Linked DNA regions of Hordeum vulgare: region 1 is linked to region 2. Evidence: chromatin contacts called from public Hi-C data. All regions are on one chromosome and are shown on one strand. The core of a region is the stretch at or near the end of the contact, and the rest is flanking DNA. Distances in the headings are between cores, read along the strand shown.

The links. A called contact is a pair of places that touch in the nucleus more often than the background predicts.
Region 1: a contact with region 2 is called in a Hi-C map of leaf, with 4 times the contacts expected there. The contact joins the promoter of LOC123427578 here to the promoter of LOC123430698 in region 2. A contact is called at or near these places in 4 of 6 Hi-C or Micro-C datasets (leaf and seedling) and 1 of 1 datasets of contacts at active chromatin or transcription factors (embryo).

The regions. Positions count from the first base shown.
Region 1 is chr2H:597,401,606-597,405,239 of MorexV3_pseudomolecules_assembly, reverse strand. It overlaps LOC123427578 (putative kinase-like protein TMKL1), which reads right to left and starts at 1,545. Exons shown (of 2, transcript XM_045111658.1): 1 at 634-1,545. The coding sequence starts at 1,147.
Region 2 is chr2H:597,263,161-597,266,410 of MorexV3_pseudomolecules_assembly, reverse strand. LOC123430698 reads right to left here and starts at 1,628. Exons shown (of 1, transcript XM_045114546.1): 1 at 1-1,628. The coding sequence starts at 962.

The sequences.
Region 1 (3,634 bases), core at 296-2,795, 140 kb before region 2:
GAAAGGATTTCTCATTTTTCTAGGGTAAAAAGCATTTCCCCTTAATAAGAATCTAAATCATTAAATATGTCCGGAAATAAGTGTTTCCCCAGAAACACTGATTTGATATATCTGAACAGCACAGATCAACAAAGAAAATCAAATGAGGCTTGCTACAGGTGACCCAATCTTCATATGTCCTTGAGAAACATGAAGATCATGCTAAGCAAAGTGTCCCAGCTAACAACTCCAACCAGTAAAAGTTCACAAACACCTTTATCAACTATTGAGCTGTCCCCGTGGTCTGGTAAACTTCACGACAAAAGTACAAAGTGTAGCAGTGAAGACACATGGCTAGAGGTAGTAACAAAATTCACTCTGCAAGGCTGTTGCTCAATCCTTGCAGCATTATTGGAAGTATTCACTCTTGCTAAATCTGAATCAGATGAGCGGAATAATCGATCAAATCAAACTAGAGACGAAGTAGAGCTAATTACGACGGCACATAGGAGTACATCATCAAATTTACTACAGTTTAAGCTAATTATGACGGAGTATTTCGCATGATTAGTCTTCCTCAAGGCAAACTTGGCTTGAAAGCAAAGCGATGAAAGTAATTTGCACGCTGTGGAGCAACGTAGGTAAAGGGCAGACCTTGCAAGAAGCGGCGGAGCGAGCCGGCGGCGTAGAAGGGGTGCACGAGCAGCTTCTCCCCTCGCGGGCCGACGTAGAGCGCGCGGATCGGCACGAGATTCGGGTGCTGCACGGCGCCGAGCAGCCGCGCGGCCGCCGCGGCCTCCTCGGCGCCCGCGGAGCAGACGGGCCGGAGGAACCGGAGCAGCGCGACGGCCTCGCCGGCGCTGAGCCCGGCGCGGTAGAGCGTGCTGTGCGCCGACTTGGCAACCACCTCGCCGGGCGCCTCGAGGATGGCGGCCACGGTGAGCCCCTCGCCGCCGGGGAACGTGAGCAGCTCCTCGCCCACCCCGCTGCCGTAGGCGCTGGTCCCGCCCGCCTGGAAGCGGTCGGCCCGGGCCCCGTGCGAGGGCAGCACCATCGCGCGCCCGCGGCGGCGGCGGCGGCGGTAGCAGCGGACGGAGTAGCAGAGGAAGAGCGCGGCCACGACGCCCAGGACCGTGAAGAGGACGGCATTGACGAGCGCCCTCGGCATTGCTCCGCCCCGGCGGCGTGCCCGGCTCCGGGGAGGGATTCCCGGCGGATTGGTAGGGTTTGGTGCCCTCAGGAGGAAAGGTCTGTGCTTTGCGGCGCTCCCTCCTCCTCCTACCTTCCCCTGCCCTTCCTTCCTTTCTGCGATTCTTTCCTTTGCGGTTGAGATCTCTCCCTTTTGTTGCGCTTGGTGTGTTTGTGACAGTGTCAGCTAAGCTAATGGTGGTATTCTTTGGGGGTGGAAGCTGGGCTGAGAAGAGATGGTTCTCGTCTTGAGGGAAGTGTGTGGGAGATTGTTTTCCTTTGCTTGGACTTTGGGTTTTATGTCGATGATAAGTGTGTTCATGATGGCAATGGACGTACCCCGTGAATAGTGTGGGCAGCAGGACCCTGAAATCTGTGAGGCCCCTAACTTCATTCATAATTGCGTGCGTCATAGAGTACACTTGATTGCATCATCTGTGGACTCTAGACCCTGTATGTGAAGCAGAGTAGGGCCATGTGATGGCTAGCCAGGCCTGGTTTAAAATATTTCTAAAGGTGATGGCTAGAATTTTTCATGTAAAAGAAAACTGTAAAACTATGTAGAATTTCTGATGACCATATCTTTGTCACCGCAGGGTTGTGGTCCCACCGTCGCCAGGGACTCTAGACGCAACGAGTAGTTTGAGAGCAACTCCATCAGACGCGTTATATAAGTGAAATGTTGAAAAAATAACTTTTTAGTGCGCTCACGTCCTCGTCGACCGGTCCAACAGAGATGTTAAAGTAGTGTGTCTGTTAGAGTTGGTTTGAAGAAGGTGTATGTGTTCTGCCGATATGTAACCTAATATCTAACATTTGCCACAGTTATAACCTAGGCATGACATGTCATGGAGTATCGCTGGGTGGCTTTCGCAATATCCATCATTAGGGCGGTGAGAGAAAAAGCGTCATGTCTGAGTAAAAACCCTTGTTTTGACCTTTATTAGCCGGGCTCGGCAGCGACAAACTTGCCTTGTTACCTTGTTGAAAGCGTCATCTTCTTACTTATGTCATGGCTTTCAGTGGTTGGTCGCGACAACCAAGGTGAAAATTGTTGCCCTGACCGTCAACGACTCAACGTGACAACGACGGTGAAATAAGTCGGCACGCCCAAACGTGTTGATTTCGGACCTGTTCGGTAGTCCATCGACTCCATAAAATTTAAGAATTTGTAGAGCATCCATACAACCGCTCCATGAATTTGAATTAGAGCTCCGTCCGCTCTGGAAGCAGAGCCGCGGAGCGGAGGGACTCCGAACGGCCCTTTCATCTCTTATAATAATTATGCCATAGTTGCCTGTGCTTTGTACTTATGTTATTGATGACTTGGCTTCATTGCCTTGCAATAACTTTAATAAAATAATTGTATAGATTGTATTGATTTAGAGGGTCGGGGTTTCGACCTTCTGTCTGAAAAAGGGAGCCATCTCTAGGAGATCCAAGTTGTCTAGAATCAGAATTCCACAACGAGCTACAAATACTTATGGTAGGATTTGACAAAATATGGTGTAGTTGCACCATTTAAACACTTTTAGGTTCTAGTATTTATTAAACAAGTGTTCGTGGTGAAATAAAACTGTCAGACATGGAACGTAGTCCATTAGGGACTGAATATTACTTGAAAAAACAATTATAATTAGTAACTCCCAACAAGTGTACAAAATTATGTTACATTTTGAAATTTACTTTATAATAATTGGAAATATGCTAACCAAACAAGATAGTATAGAAAATAATTTTGCCATGTAAGTTGTACATTTGATCCTAGTTGACAGATGTACTTATTATGTGGTAATATGCAGTAAGCCTAACTTGCTCACTTGTAGTAACCCTATCCCAGCATACTAGTACTATAAAATGCTATGAACGTGACCATCATTGGCTAATTCAACTTAGGGAATGATGGAGAGGGGAAAACAATAGTGACAATCTACTAGTAGCTGCACACTACACATTGCCCTTTGTGAAGAAGCACTATCAGCCCCCTCCCCCTGTCGGTCCGGTGGTGCATGCGTCATGCCCTGGCCATCCCCGCAGATGCTCCTCCCACCGGTGGCGTGGCCCGGCCTGCCGCTGGTGCTGCTGCTGGCCGCGACTAGGCATGGGACTTGCGCCGGGTTGCGGGATGCGTACGGCCTGCCTCGTGCAACCCTCCTCGATCCAAGTTGATAGCTTTTGTGCGGCGGTGGCGAGGCTTCGGTGCTTTTGGTAGGCGCGGGGCACCCCGCGACGGGTCTTTGCTTGTGCTGCTCCGGCCCCGGTGGTCTTGTACCCACGTTTTCCGGTGTCCTGTGTCGGGTGGCTTCGGCCTCGACGACCAACGACTGCGTCCCTTCCAGCTTGCTTTGATCGCCGCCGGTGGTCTTGTACCCACGTTTTCCGGTGTCCTGTGTCGGATGGCTTCGGTCTCGACGACCAACGACTGCGTCCCTTTCAGCTTGCTTTGATCGCCGATATCCTGACGGCT
Region 2 (3,250 bases), core at 379-2,878:
TCCCTGGCCATGTCGTCGCTGCTGAACGAGCCGTCCGAGGCCGCGGCCATCTCGTCAGCCTCATCGTCTGCGGCCGCTTGATCTTCGGACGGAGCTACAGGATCGTAGCCGGTGAAAGTGCTCCTCCTCGTTGCTTGGATGGAGGAGTTTGACCGGAACCTGTTTCGTAAGCCCGCGTGTCCGCCCATGCTCATGTCTCCAACCCCGTATTCGTTGAAGCTTCTTGCTCTGGCCTTCCCGAGGCCACGCGCGCCGCCGGGAAACTGCGGCGGAGGCGGCGGCGGAGGAGGCGAAGACGGCGAGAGGGTCAAGCCGGCGTCGAGGACGGAGGACGGCGATGACATGGCGTGTTGGCGCGCGCCGCTGTATCCTGTTCCCTCCTTGGAGACGAGGAACTCTGCTTCTTCATCGGTGGCGTCGTCGCTTACATTGCCCGGTGCAGGTTCTTCGGCCGACGGCTTGAGCTTCCTCACCGGCAGGAGAAGCGGCTTCTCGCCAGCGCCGCCGGTGTCGGCGACGACGACGAGGGGATCGTCGGGGTAGTACTGCGAGCTCCACGCCTGGACGCCGCCGTCCCTGGCGCCGCCGCTGACTCCGTCGCCGCCGTTCCCCTCGAAGACCAGGGGCCCTTGGAGTATCTGGGAGACGAAGGCCTCCACGGACTCGTCGTCGTCGACGACCTTGGAGGGAGCGGCCACCGGGGGCACCGCATCGGCGTCGGCGTTCCTTTGGCCGAACACGCCGTAGGAGATGACGAGGCCGAGCAGGAGGATGTGCGGCAGGTCCCAGATCCCGGGGCCCTGGCTCGTGGGCAGCATCGGCAGCAGCGCCACCACGACGGCGAACAGCACCGCCTTCGCTGCGAGGTTGGACGGGAACAAGAGCTCCAGAGCCCGCTGCAACCACGCGGGAACCACATCGCCGCCGCCGGTCCTCGGCTGCGCCGGAGCGGCCTCCGCCATTGCGGGAGAAAGATGAAGAAAATCTGTGCGTGGCTTGGAGTCTCGGGCTACGGAAGGCCGAGTTTGTTTGATCGGCTATTAGTCTAGTCTGTGAGCGCGACCGAGAAGGAAATCTGGACGGAATGGAATCCGAGCTCTTGCTGGTGAAGAGAGGAAGCTGCAGACTTGGTCGGGAAGCAAGAGCAACACGGAGAGGAGGCAAAGAATTTATGGGTGCAAAGGCAAAGCAACCACAAAGAGAATGGACGAGATTTTTAAAATCTACTAGCAATGCCGAATTAATCCTGGCGAGAGCAACGTTCAACTGTGGAGGGAAGCCGCGGGAACGTGCTAGATCAAAAATCATTCGGCGACGGAAAAGGACTCGTCTCGTGTGCATGGTAATCCGTTGGGGGCGGCGGGCGGTGGAGCCGACGTACGGTGGTCCGGGCCGGCACGGCCGTAGCGTCTGGCGCTTTGCCGAAGGCCGTCGCCGCCCAAGCCCCGGGCCGTATATGGTCCATGGCTCTCCTACCTCGGGATATGTTTTCTATCGGATGGGATTTGCAGGGGTCTCGCCATGTGGACGGTTCTATTGGCTTCGCGCCGTGTTTGCTGATGAGCTCTTCTGCTTTGGAAGCTTGGACTTTGGAGCAGGGCCGGTGCTGAAAGGACGTGCAAAGTGCGTCCACTTCTGGGTTGTTCAGTCAGCCGCTGGTTTCAGGGATGCTCCAGATAAGATAAAGAGAGTCGTTTTAGAGTTGGATATATCTGTTAGAGTTAGAGTTGGTTAGACTGAATCGAACTAACTGCAAAACATTCAAATAGGAGGATTATAATTGATTAGATGCATCTAATTCATTCAAAAACTAACCCACCTAAAAGTTGCTTATTTGGGTTATAGTTAGGTAGGGCACAGAAAAAATTACTTTTCCTTCTGCCTTCACCATACCAAATCCTGGTTAAAGGAGCCAAATGGTTGAAAAAAGTGAATTTATTAGTAATCTAACCCTGCCATTCAAACACCTCTTTGGTTAGCGTTAGTTTAAAGTTAGTCCAGAATAAAGATATAACTCTAACCTCTAACCGAGTTAGGGTATCCAAACAAGAACTATGTTTGGGTGAAACTTCGGCCCATATCTCCATAGAGTGTAGCAAGGTTTTACTTTTTTCTCCAGGAGTCCCTAATCAGCGCCGCGGGCGCTCGATTAGGAACTGGAGCCTGCAGCAACTTGGTTTTGTGGCCAGCCCATGTAGCGCTCGCCTGATCGCTCGCTCGCTTGCTCCCGCGTGATCGTTCCCTCGCTCGCTCGAGGACTGTTTTGGTTGTGCGTGGTTGACCAGTTAATTAATCAATGGTCGATTTTAATAAAAAAGAAGAAAAATATATTGAAAATTATTTAAAAATCGGTATTTGCAAAAATTTCATGGATTTTGAAAAAGTTCATCCAATTTTTATAAGGTCAATTGAATTCAAAAGAAGTTCACTGATTTTCTAAAAACGTTCATCGATTTTCAAAAAAGTTCATCAAATGTTAAAAACCTTCATCAAATTTTAAAAACTTTCACCATTTTTTTTAAAAGTTCATCGAATTTGATAAAAAATCATCATTAAAAAAAAACGTTCACCGGTTTTAAAAAAAGTTCATCGAATTTTATAAAAGTTCATCATTTTGTAATAAAGTTCATCGATTTTGAAAAAAGTTCAAAGATCTTGGGAACAAATCACCGATTTTGAAAAAAAGTTCAGCGAATTTGATAAAAAATCATAATTTTGAAAAAAGTTCATCAAATCTGAAAAAAGTTCACATATTTTTTTTACCAAATTTTAAAAAGAGTTCATCGAATTTGAAAAAAAACCAAAAACCAAAAAAATGTTCTAAATAAAAAATAAAAAATGAACAAAGAAAAGTAGTAAAAAACAGAAGAAAACCATTTTGAATAAAAAAAGAAAGGCAAAAAAAGAAAATGAAAAAGAAATGGAAAAAAGAAAAAGACGTGCTAGTAGAAAAGAGGGAAGAAGCACTAGCAGAACAACTGATGGTCGATGGTTGAATGGTTATTGCGTCGTGCGAATGTGTGAGAAATCTTAGGATCGAATCTTAGTTGTGGTCTTTTTTAGGACAGAAAAAAGACAATATGGGCCGAGCCGAGTTCACGCGGCTGCAAGCGTCGGTTAAGAAAATTGCACTATAACTACAACGCCAAATAAGATTTGCCTTTTTCTCCCGAGTAAATATAAGTCTTATTCCATAATAATAGGGTTGCAGTTTAACGGCAGTAATGCCTCAATACACGGAGGTTGACCT